Regions from separate parts of the Mus musculus genome. Here region 1 is linked to region 2. The links are chromatin contacts, called in public promoter capture Hi-C maps. All regions are on one chromosome and are shown on one strand. Each heading gives the region's core, a stretch centred on a gene start, on an enhancer-like site or on the middle of the called end of the contact. The rest is flanking DNA. Distances are from core to core; before and after follow the strand shown.

The links. Promoter capture Hi-C pulls out the DNA fragments that hold promoters and counts their contacts.
Region 1: a contact with region 2 is called in a promoter capture Hi-C map of second pharyngeal arch cranial neural crest, with 3 times the contacts expected there. The contact joins the enhancer-like site here to the promoter of Cited1 in region 2. A contact is called at or near these places in 6 of 39 promoter capture datasets (embryonic stem cells, frontonasal cranial neural crest, pre-B cells and 3 more), 1 of 484 Hi-C or Micro-C datasets (reprogramming fibroblasts), 2 of 115 datasets of contacts at active chromatin or transcription factors (embryonic forebrain and embryonic stem cells) and 2 of 9 other capture datasets (adipose tissue and liver).

The regions. Positions count from the first base shown.
Region 1 is chrX:102,283,237-102,289,130 of GRCm38.p6, forward strand. It overlaps Hdac8 (histone deacetylase 8), which reads right to left. Exons shown (of 11, transcript NM_027382.4): 11 at 1,402-1,932. The coding sequence ends at 1,910. Among named protein-coding and RNA genes, the nearest start is that of Gm32262, 10 kb to the right of the region's middle. Within about 2 kb of position 1,930, at least 6 of the 459 cell types and tissues checked have an H3K27ac peak or open chromatin away from gene starts, as enhancers often do. A contact at or near this core is called in second pharyngeal arch cranial neural crest, where this site is marked.
Region 2 is chrX:102,250,709-102,256,257 of GRCm38.p6, forward strand. Cited1 (Cbp/p300-interacting transactivator with Glu/Asp-rich carboxy-terminal domain 1) reads right to left here and starts at 1,473. Exons shown (of 3, transcript NM_001276466.1): 1 at 1,326-1,473. It overlaps Gm14858 (predicted gene 14858), which reads left to right and starts at 1,943. Exons shown (of 3, transcript NR_040285.1): 1 at 1,943-2,316; 2 at 2,772-2,905.

The sequences.
Region 1 (5,894 bases), core at 680-3,179, 33 kb after region 2:
CCCTTATCCTCTCTTGTCTCTCCTCCTCTATTTTTGAAGTGCTAAGGGACAGACTCCAGGGCTGTGTGTAGGCTGAGCACTAACTGCACTCCAGGCCAGCATAGCCTATAGGAATGCAATGAATGACAGTCTGGAGGCCCCTGCACTGGTACCCTCTGACGCTTGGCCCAAGGTCATCAACTCAGTAACTTTTATGGATCCTGTTGGGCTAGAACTAAGGCAGAGGTGGTTCTCAGGCAGTGCCTTCTTGACCAGGAGAATGGGTCCCATGGCAAAAGGCAACCTTTTGTGGGTATCCCCTGCACCTTATACTACTCTCTCCACATAGGGGGGATATCCTTGACCAGGGCAATTCCCACCTAAAAGGGCCACAGGGCACTAGCTAGCCATTGTTCCTACCAGGTGGCTGCCTCTCATGACTGAGGCCTTCATAGGGACCCTGGGGGTAGCTGGAAAGGACTGTATTGGGAAACTCAAGTGGGATAAGCAAACCTTTGAGAGGGCAAACCTTGGCACCTGCCCATTCAGCCAGCCATTCCCCACTTTCCAATTCTTTGAAATCCCCCTTCTTTTCAGCACAAGCCAAAGTGCCTTAAGCCTAGAGTGTATAATTAGAATAGTGGACATTTGAAGCGACTGGTACTTCTAGTCCACCAGACACTCTCACTGTTTAATAAAAGCATGGCTATTCCCAGCTCAGGACAGACTCAAGGCTTTCTCACTCCCTTCTGTGGAATGCTCTTGCTTGCCTGGGGGGAACTTCAGGTTAGCCATCCCTCCAGATGCTGCTGAGGGCCTGTTGGGCAAAGCTTGCAATTCAGAGATTCCCAGCTTTGTGCATATATTTGCTTTTCTTTTTCCCCTTGCCCCAGGCCAGGACTGGGCTGCGCTTGTGTCTCTTAGACTTGTCACAGTGGTTGAAAGAACTTAATAAACATTTGGTCAATCATGTTATAAAAATCCCACCAAATGGTCGTCTTCCCCCATAGTTTGCCATCTTTCCCCATCACACCAGCCAACTGTCATGTGAATCAACTGTCTACACTTGAGCTGCAAGTGTCCTGTTTACCCATGGAAATGCCCTTTGAGGGAAATGCCTTCCGACCCATGAGTCCTTGACAGAGCAAACGGCTCCTCAGAATGTAGCAGGCCCCTTTTCATGGATGCAGAGCCTATAACTCCGCACCTTCTTTTTCATGGTCAGACTCCAGCGCAGGACAGAGCTTGTCATCTGGTCTGGGGATACACTAGTTCCCCAGGAGGGTCCAAAATTTAAGGTGAGAGTCCCAGGCTGGCCAGGGCAGAGTATGGGAACAAGAGGGCCATTTTTGACCTTTGGTGGCAGGAAATGTTCAGAACTGTGTGTGCTGTCGGTAGCAGTAACAGAGCGGTGGGACGAGCTACATTTTCAAAACTTTTATTAAGAACAACTGGAGTGCATCATACTAAAACAAAAGTGGTAGACTCCTCCTTACCTCCCAGTCTGCTGATACCCCTCCCCCACAGGTCTCTATCTAAATGGCCCCGAGGGCCGAACCTGCCCATCTGCTGACCCCCCTACCCAACCCCACTCTTCTGCAGCTCCTGACTTGTCCCCTTTATGAAGATAAAATTCTTCCCCCCAACTTGCTTAAAAATAATTTTGAACCATTAAAAACTGCATTTGTGTTTTAAAATAAACACTTTAAACACTGGCTATCTTCTTCTTCCCCTTAGGCCTGGCTCCGGGGTGCCTGGCTCCTCACCCCAGGAGGCCAGCTGCCACTTGGTGCCCCTTGGAAATTTTCAGGAAGTAATTTCTTCCAAATTTCCCCTGCAGTCACAAATTCCACAAACCGCTTGCATCAACACACTGTCTTCATTATAGGCACTGCTGCCCAGCTCTGGGAACCTGATCTCTTTTTGTCAACTAGACCACATGCTTCAGATTCCCTGCAGACAGGAGAGAAAACACAATTCAGATTCAGGTAACATGTATGAATTACATATCTCAATAGGGCTGTGAAGAAGGAAATACGCATTTACATTTTGGAGCTGAAAATGAGACTGTGGTGGCCCTTTTTATGGGGATAAGCCCTAAATGATGAGGGAAAAAGGGCCTAGATATTCCTGTTATCCTAGAACGTATTATGCAAGTTAGTAAGTTTTTTCACCACCAGGGCAGTGGACTGCTGATAGTGGGTGGGTCCAGGCCAAGCCAGAAGAACCATACAGCTAATCCCAATGCCACCACCAGTCAAGAGTTATAAAGAAAACAAATGGTTTTTAGACACACACACACACACACACACACATACACACACACACACACACACACACACTCACACACACACTCATTATACATATACTGATGTGCACATCCAGGTAACAATTTTCAGAGTTCACAGTTAGCTGCATCAAATCTTCCTTTAACCCTAGCCTTTTTGTCACCCTTAGCAGGGTACAGCCCTTCTGGCACTTTTTCTCATGGGAACCTGTGTAGTATGGAGTAAGGGACCCCAGAGTTCTGTTGGGAAAGCACTGCACAGGACTAGGCTTTAAAAGGAATCAGTTCCCTCACTTGGTCCCTGGTCAGTTTTCTCTCTGCTCTATTTCCTTGGGTTGAAACATGAGTCTAAGCTCCACTGCCTGACTGTCCTCTAGAGCAGGAAGAATACTGTTCTACTTTAAGTTCCACCATCTCGCGGGGAGCCTCCCTCCCACTAGCAGGTATACAGTAGATGGAGCTTGATGGATGAGTGCAAAAGGCAGGAAAGGAGGAGGTGATCAGAACGGAGCAGTTACTATTCTATTTTCAAGTAAAAGAAAATCTTACTTAGATTTTGGTGCTGGGAATCAAATCCTGATCCTTGTGAATGCTAGGAAAGTATTCTATAATTAAGTCCTGCTTCTGTAACTTTAAAAGTAATCTATAGTAAAACCAACTTTCTTTTATGCACAGACCTGAGCCAGTCAGCCAGACACACACACACACACAGACACACACAGACACACACACGACACAGTAACCTATAGTAAAACCAACTTTCTTTTATGCACAGACCTGAGACAGACAAACAGACAGACAGACAGACAGACACACACACACACACACACACACACACACACACACACACACACACACACACACACACACACACACACACGACACAGAAGCTTTCTAACTCCCCAAACCTTTAGGGGCTGTATCCTCTGGCTTGCCTGGCAGCTCCTGAGTTGTTGTTTGTCACTACAGTGGTGTCTTATCACACAGTGCAGAGCCAAAGGAAGTTGCAAATGACAGCAACAACAAAACTCAGGTTAGTGAGGGCCCTTGTGGCCTTCAGCAGGTTTTTCCAATTAGCATTTTGTATGACTGGTGTTAATATCAAAACTTGGTAGTCATTGGCATCATTCACAGATATTATTTGTATTTCAAGAGTCTGACATGTACTTGTGTGTTAATAAGTATCCAGCTCTGTATAATTTTGTCACAAGTGTAGATTCATATAATCTTATTCTAATTGTGAAAATCTAATCACTCCCACCCCTCCCCCTTCACCTACTCTAGGATCTGACAACCATTAATGTTTTTCATCTCTAAAACAGTTTCACATCCAGAAATGTTATATACATGGACTATTCCAGTATGTAAACGTTTGCAACTAGCATTTTCATTCAGTGTACTGCTTTTAAGATGTATCTAAAAAAAAAGGTGGAGAGAGATGGTGATAAGGGTGAATATGATCAGTATATATGATACACATGTATGAAAATGCCAGTGGAACACATTATTTTGTACAATTAATATACATTAATAAATGTAAAACAACCCACCCAAGTTGCTGTATGCAAGAAATACCCATGCATGTGGCATGGTCTATCTAACCAATACCCACTAAAGAACAACTGAGCTTTTGGTTATTATGAATAAAGCTTCTACGAACATATACATGCGAGGTTTTCTGTGAACACGGTATACATTTAGTTTTTATAAGAAACTGAAGTGTTTTCCAGAGTCTCTGTGGCATTTCCGCTGTTACCAGGGATGCGGTAGGAAGCTGGTTTCTCCACATCCTTGCCAGTGTTCCGCTCGCCTAGTCTGGTGGATACATAGTGATACCTTGCTGTGATCTTACTTTGACCTAATAGCTAATGATGTTAAACATCTTTTATGTGCTAAATTTGCTATCTGTACATTCTTTTTTAAATGTCTTATGCCCATTTTTTTAATTTGTATTTTTTTCTACTGTTGAGTTTGGAGAGCTCTTTGTATGTTTTAGATACAAATCTGTTGTTGGGTATATGACTTGCAAATATTTTATCTCAGTACATTTGTTATCTCTTCATTCTACTAACACATTTTTTTGCAAAGCAAAAGTTAATTTTGATGAGGCCAAATTTAGCAGGTTTTTTTTCATCTATTTTAGATGGTGGTTTTGGTGTTTGAAACAAACTCAAAATGCTTCTTGGCCCCTGCCTGATTCTTCATGCCTTGGTTCATGCCCCCTTATTTCTTATGGGTTCCCGAATTTTACTTCAAGATGTCTCCATGTTCAGTCATCTTTCTCTTGGCACTGCTTAACCTTTATCACATCTCTTACTTGGGTCACTGTCTTAGCCTCTTCATTGATGCTTTTGCTTGTAGGGCTGCTTCTTGGTCACTGCCAACTTTGGTCACACTCTTTCCCGAGCCAAGACATTTCAGTATCCCCTACCATCTGGAAGTAAAGCCTAAAGCTTTCTCCTGGACAGGCTCTGTCCTTGGGGTCCCTGCTGAGGGCAGCCCACAGGCTGATGTCCTGAAGCAAGGATCATCTGTAAGCATGGTCACTGCTTGGAGAAGAAATGAATATGTGAAAGAATAAGACTCTGTGGCACTATGATTTAGCAACACATGACCACAAAGAGGAAAGGTGGATGCTGGATTCTGTTATGCCTGACTTACATTTGGAGGCAATTAAGTAAAACAACAAGAATAACTTCTACCAATAGCTGACGATGAGCAAGGTTGGATCTGGGTAACCATAAACATGTAAACTTAAATTATGCCCATTGTTTCTTTCCTGATGTCTAGCTTTTCTAGCCGTGGGTGGTAGCCTGAGAAAATTCTAAAGGCTAACACAGTCTGAGGCTTGGGAGACAGTGCAAGAGGAAGGAGCAAACAGAACTTAGAGGCATCTTGTGGTTAGCCTTCAGGTCAGAGGGGGCCAACATAAATGCCAAGAGAGCCCAAGAATCCACGTGAGCAAAATCCAACTAGGGCAAGGCATGGAGCTCCTGTTTATCATTTGACCACCTTGAACCATGACCAGTGTAATAAATGTGTAGTAAATAGCTTCCCACTGGCTATGCTGGTGCACACCTTTCACCCCAACACTTGGGGCCAGCCTGGTCTACATACTGAGTTCCAGGACAACTAGACCGTTTCTCAAGGTTTCCTTTTTATTCAATTACTATAAAAGTAAAGATGCCTAAAACAGTGTGAATGGAAAGCCATGTTTGACTAAAGTAAGTGTATAGAGTTTGTGGCAAATAAGATGCACATTTGCCAAATGGATCTAGCCATTCACCACTAGGCAGGCATATAGGCCCTGATGTGTCTACATTTTTCATTTCCCAAATGAAGTAAAAAAATATACATTTGAATGCAAAGTTTCCAGTGTTAAATGTGGGAGACTGAAAAGTTTAAAGAATATGAATAGGCAAATCCCTTTTGGAAGCAAAACCTTTTGGCCTCTTTATAATTTCTAGTTTACACACAGGACACTCCATTTTCTTTCCAACATTCCAGTTTGGGTAATTAATTGTGCTAAGACTTCATTTCTGATATATAAGACCTTCTGAACCACGACTCAGGAAGCCTGGGTTCTTTGTGGCATACAATGTTGAACACTTATCCATACAATTTCTTG
Region 2 (5,549 bases), core at 223-2,722:
CGGCACGCCAGGCGCGAGCACCAGTGCCGGAGGGCTCCAAGCGTCCTTTACCTCAGGTGCTCAGAAGCAGACAGGCGACGAAGCACGGGGTCTCCGCGTCAGCGCGACTTTGGGGACCCGCAGCGTCTCCGCGCGCGGGGGCGCACTTTGGCGCCAGCGGCAGTGGCTCGCGCGCCTCACAGACACTTCCGAGCGCCCTCGGAGCGTCCGCTGCTGCCGCTGCTCGCAGCTGGCTAGCAAAGATTCGAGGTGCCGAGGTGGGTGCGATAACTTAACCCAAGGTCACAACGTTAAAAGTGGCATGGTTCAGACTAGCTGTCCCGCCCCTGATCAGGCTCCCCGTGAGGCAGAGGCTGGGCGCCGCGCGGCCGCTTCCCCCGAGAGGGGCGTGTGCACGGGGGTCGTGCTGCGTGGGGAAAGCAAGTTGCCAGAATGTTCCAACTTGCAGCACGCAGCTTGGCTGAGTTCAGCCAGAAGCCCTTCTCGCTTCCAGCCCCCCAGGAAACAAGAGCTTTGTGCGGCCCCCGAGCGGCCTGATGCAGTCCTGGGTATTGGCAAAGTCGGGGAAGCAGAGCCGGAGAAAGCGCGGGCGCCGGAGTGGATGTGCTGCGGGTTTCTCCGGACAAGTGGGCTCCGCGTCCCGCGGGCCGGCCCGGGCTGCCGCCCCTCTGCCCGGCAGCTCCGGCAGCAAACAAGTCCCCCAGCCCCGCGGCCAGCTTGGCCGCCTCCGGTGCCCTCGGCCCCTGCTGCCCAGCCCAGCGTCCTGCCGGGCGGCCCGGCTTACCTCCGCGAAGCTGCTTGCCCGGGAGAGGAAAGCTCACAGGAGCTGAGGTACGGACGAAGCGACCTAGCCCCGAGCCCCCTTGGCACGCACACTGCCGCCGCCGCCGCTAGCCACTCGCTTCAGAGTCCCCAGCCGCACGGGCGGCCACGCGACCCCAGGGCGCCTGGGAAAAGCCTGCACCGCCGCGCCGCGCCGCGCCGCCGCACCGCACCGGGCAGCGCCGAGCTGCCCCGACCCGCGCTCTTGCCGGCCCGCAGCTCCGGCGCCCGGACTCCGGGGCGGTGGCGATCACAGCCACCACGCTTGGTTCTCGGCGCGGGGACCGGGCTCTTAAGCCCCCACTGCCTCCCGTAGAGCCCTGGCGCACAAGCACACAGCAGCAGGCTGGCCTCGGCTAGGAATCCCAGGAAGGACAGACCCCTTTCCCCCCTTTTTTCCCTCTCCCCCCAATTTTCACGTCTTTATAACCAGCTTAGAGCATTATTAGCACATGTCCTGGCTCGTGGGCGAGTTGGTGGCAAAATCTGAACTGGATACTTACGGAGGGCCCGAGTGGGTGCTGTGCCTTCCTCGCGTCTGGTCCTCTCTGCCAGGAGCAGCCCCGCGCCGATAGGTTGTGGGAGGAGCAGCCGGGCGGAGCTAGCTTCCTCACCGCAGCTCGGCAGCGCACTTCTGCAGCTGTGCCGCCGGGAACATTTTATAGCGGCGGGCTGGCGTGTGTGGCCCTTTAAAGGCGCTCGAGCTGGTGCAGTCACCGTGGATCTTGTGAAAGCAAAGGGCGGGCTAGGGAACAGAGTGCGTGCGTCCCCTCCTGTCCCTCAGCCCTGGGGGCACGACGCAGCTACTGGGGTGGGGCTGATGGTCTCTGATTATGGTCACTTCTCGCCCAGTGCTCTGGCCTATACTTGTTTTTCTAAAACTAGTGACAGCCCGAACCTGGGACGTGGGCTCTCCCCACCACCCTGCATGGACTTGCCCAATAAATTCCACTTAGTAATTTTACCGAGGCGAGGGAGAGCTGTTAGTGTCTGTTTTCTGACCTAAATCAAGTGGGTCGCCAGGACGGGCTTCAATGGATAGAGAGAAGAGCTGTTGGCTTAGGGAAAGGTCCAGAAGAGGGACTTGCACACGGGACGGTGTAGGCAAGGCACGGGTCTTAGTTTTCTGCAGGGCTTCCTCCGAGCCGGTTTGCTCTTTTTGAGCTATGTCTTCTCATCGTGGAATGGCCGAGGTTGGCGTGTCCCTTACCCCCTAAACTCCCTACATTTTGTGCAGGGGCACTTAGAGAGATCATATGGCAGCGGTGGCTTCCCTCAAGGCCCAAGGTTGGTTTCAAGGCTTTCTGTCCTGTGGTCATCCAGGGCAGAAGGAGGCTGGCAGGATGCGACGACGCTGGGAAATGCTGTTCTACCGGACCGTGGGGCTAGGTGCATGCATGCAACTCACATGGCTCACGGAAAAGCCAAGAACAGGCAGCGGGTTCGAAAAGATTGCCACTGAGTTCGCAGAGATTCCTCTTGCCACGATGCCAGGTTATTTTATTATGATTATATAATTATTCACATCTAGCAAGAATAACATCTTGCACGTAGAGCACGTCTCTTGTGTTGGTAAGGTGTCTTACAATCCTCACTGAAAGATATCTGGGGCTTCTCATTTCAAGGCATGTTCCCTGTGGGTAGAAACTCTCACCTCATTCACCCCTTGCAGGAAGGCCACCAGGATTACTGTCCTCTAATCAAGCCTCCCCCATTCCCACCCTACACCCCCCCCCCCACCGTCCACACACACACTCCTTCCATTCAACAATTCAGTTTATACTGTTTGGAAAACATTGTCGTTTGAAAAAGTACGATGTTAAGGAAAAGGGGGTGTGAGTGGGGGGAGGACTGTTACAGAGTCATTTCACTGTCTGTGTCTTGTGTCTTTTTAGTTGGCTTTGATGACCTGAAGATCTTTTTTCTTTCTGATTTTTTTTTTTTTTTAGGATCGCAAAGTGTCCTTAATTTGCTCTTCTAACAGAGTCGTGTTTGTTGATGAAATGACCGGCTTGCTGACAAAGAGGGGGCACAAATGGAGGCACAGAATTAGGCCCTTCTTTGGCATTTGGAGGAAGCTGGGGTGAGTACCCTGAGTAATTAGGGGACCCTTTCCCCTTGGTAGGCTGAAAAGCTGCCTCTCTTCATTGCTGATTGCTTTGGCCCCTCCCACTCTGCTCCAACTCAAAATCGGGGAAACAACCACACTCCCCACACCATCGCTACACTTTTCCACTTGGATTGTGGGTTGTGCCTAGTTCCCTGTTGAGAAAAGGTACAATCTATAGGGATCCCAAAGCTCTACTGGGGTAGCAGGCAAGGCACCCTTCCAAAGCCTCCTTAATATTTGCCGAAGATGAGAAAAAGTTTTTGTGAAAGCAATCAGTAGAGGAATGGACTTAGGCTTTTGAATTACAGTTGCTAATTTGGACCCCTGACCTGCCCCCTTCTCCTCTTGTTGGACTCTAGAGCTGGTTCCTAAACTGCAGATGCAGCTGGGTTGCAGGCTCCGGATCCCGGACCCGTGGATCCGCCCTCCATCTATTGGATGGCTCCCAGGCCAATTGTTAGAAAGAGGCATATGTTCATCTCAGCTTCTGGAGTGTCTCCGGAGCAGTTGCTCAACAGCTAGCCCCTTCCCCCATCCGGATCATTGAAGGGCAGAAAAGGTGTGCCCTCCATCACATTTCTATATGCCCAAGTTCCAGAAAGCCCCCTACACCACCGGTGACTTCCTGTCATCTCCACTGGCCACCTCCCATGGAGTAGGAATGAGAAGGGCTTTTAGCACTCAGCATTGAAGCAGAAAAGCCATCTATTTCCTTTTGGGGGAATGGGAGTTGAGGTTAGTGGCAGAAGCTGAGAGGGGGCAAAGAAGACATTTGCATTTCTAGGCAAATATGCCTTGGATGACTGACTTCCCAGCTGGCCCCAGGCTGTCTCAGATCTCTGGCCCCAGGCTATCTCGGAGTTCCGCTAAACTCTTTTCTCCAAGTTGGCAACTAGACCATGCCCCTAGACCATGCCCCTGTGAAGCCAAGGTAGAAGAAATGCTCAGCCAGCAATAACCTTCTAAGTGCTAGCCACGAGCCGGGGATTCACTTAGCTCCTAGGATTTACCAAAGGGGAAAGAGCCTCAGAGAGGTGCCCAAGCTGGCACAGGCAAGAGGAAGGGAGTTTTGACCCTAGTGAGGCTTTTTTTTTTTTTTTTTTTTTTTTTTTTTGGTTTCTCGAGACAGGGTTTCTCTGTATAGCCCTGGCTGTCCTGGAACTCACTTTGTAGAGCAGGCTGGCCTTGAACTCAGAAATCCGCCTGCCTCTGCCTCCCAAGTGCTGGGATTAAAGGCGTGCGCCACCACGCCCGGCTGGCTGCAGTCTTTACACTACACCCTTACACTCTGCTGCCTTGGTAGGCAAAGAAGCAGTCCAGAGTAAAGGTTCAGGGGTTAATGGCCTGGATTAAATCCCTCCTCTGCCATTTGCTACCTGTGTGGTCTTAGGGTAATCAATTGTGTTGTTTGGTATATGTGTGCTCAGTTTCCCTATTAAATGGATATCATAACAAATTTACATAATCTGTAAGAGTTAAGAAGAAAAGCTTTAGTTTGATTGATTGGTGCTGACAGTGTAGTAAAATGGCTAGCGCATGCTGGGATTAGTATTGTAATGTGCTTTGTGATTCTTTGGCCCTATCCCTGTCTCATCTTACACACTTCAAGAACACTTGCTGACCTAGTAATTTAAATACCAGACTGAGAAGGGGATGAAGACATCTATAAATGTAGAAAGAAACTCCACTTACTACAACAAAAGCTGCCTGGACAGGAATAAAAATAGGATGAATAAAAGATAATCACATGTTATGGGTTTTTTGTTGTTGTTGTTTGGTTTGGTTTGGGTTTTCAAGACAGGATTTCTCTGTGTAGTCCTGGCTGTCCTGGAACTCACTTTGTAGACCAGGCTGGCCTCGAACTCACAGTGATCTGCCTGCCTCTGCCTCAGCACAATGATCTGTGCTGGGATTAAAAGCATGTGCCACCATCCTGCCTGGCAATAATCACATTTTATAGGTCAGCCTATAAATGTAAAAGTGGTCTCCAAAAATATACTCAATATTTGTATAGGAAGGTTTAAAAGTACAAATTTAAATTTAAAAAATTATGTGTATGTGTGTGCGTTTGTGATTTAATTTGCAACACATGTATGCAGGAGCCCTCAGAGGCCAGAAGAGGGGAGTTCCAGATGGTTATAAGCTGCTATGTGAGTGCTGGGAACTGAACCCCGGTCCTTTGCAAGAGCAGTAAGTACTCCTGACTGCTGAGCCATCTCTTCTGCTCCCCTGTAAACACTTTTATTCAAGTATTTAGAAAAGCCAACGTGGTGACCCACAGTTGTGATTCCAGTACTCTAGAGGCTGAGACGGGATCACTAGTTCTAAACCAGTCTGGATTACACAGTGAGTCCAGGCCAGCCTGGGCTACACAACAAATTCCAGAACAGCAGGGATAAATATAAATATAAATATAAATATACACACATATGAAGAATTGTTTGTAATTGAAACCAACCATAAAGGTCCATGGCTAGGAAGTTTGCTTTAGTACTTTAACCACCATTTCCAAAATCCTGATTTTAAAAACTTTTATTCATAACAAAATATTGGATAGAAGACCCTGGGTACAAAGTTGCATAAATATGATGGTGGTGCAGAGGGTATAAAACCTCCA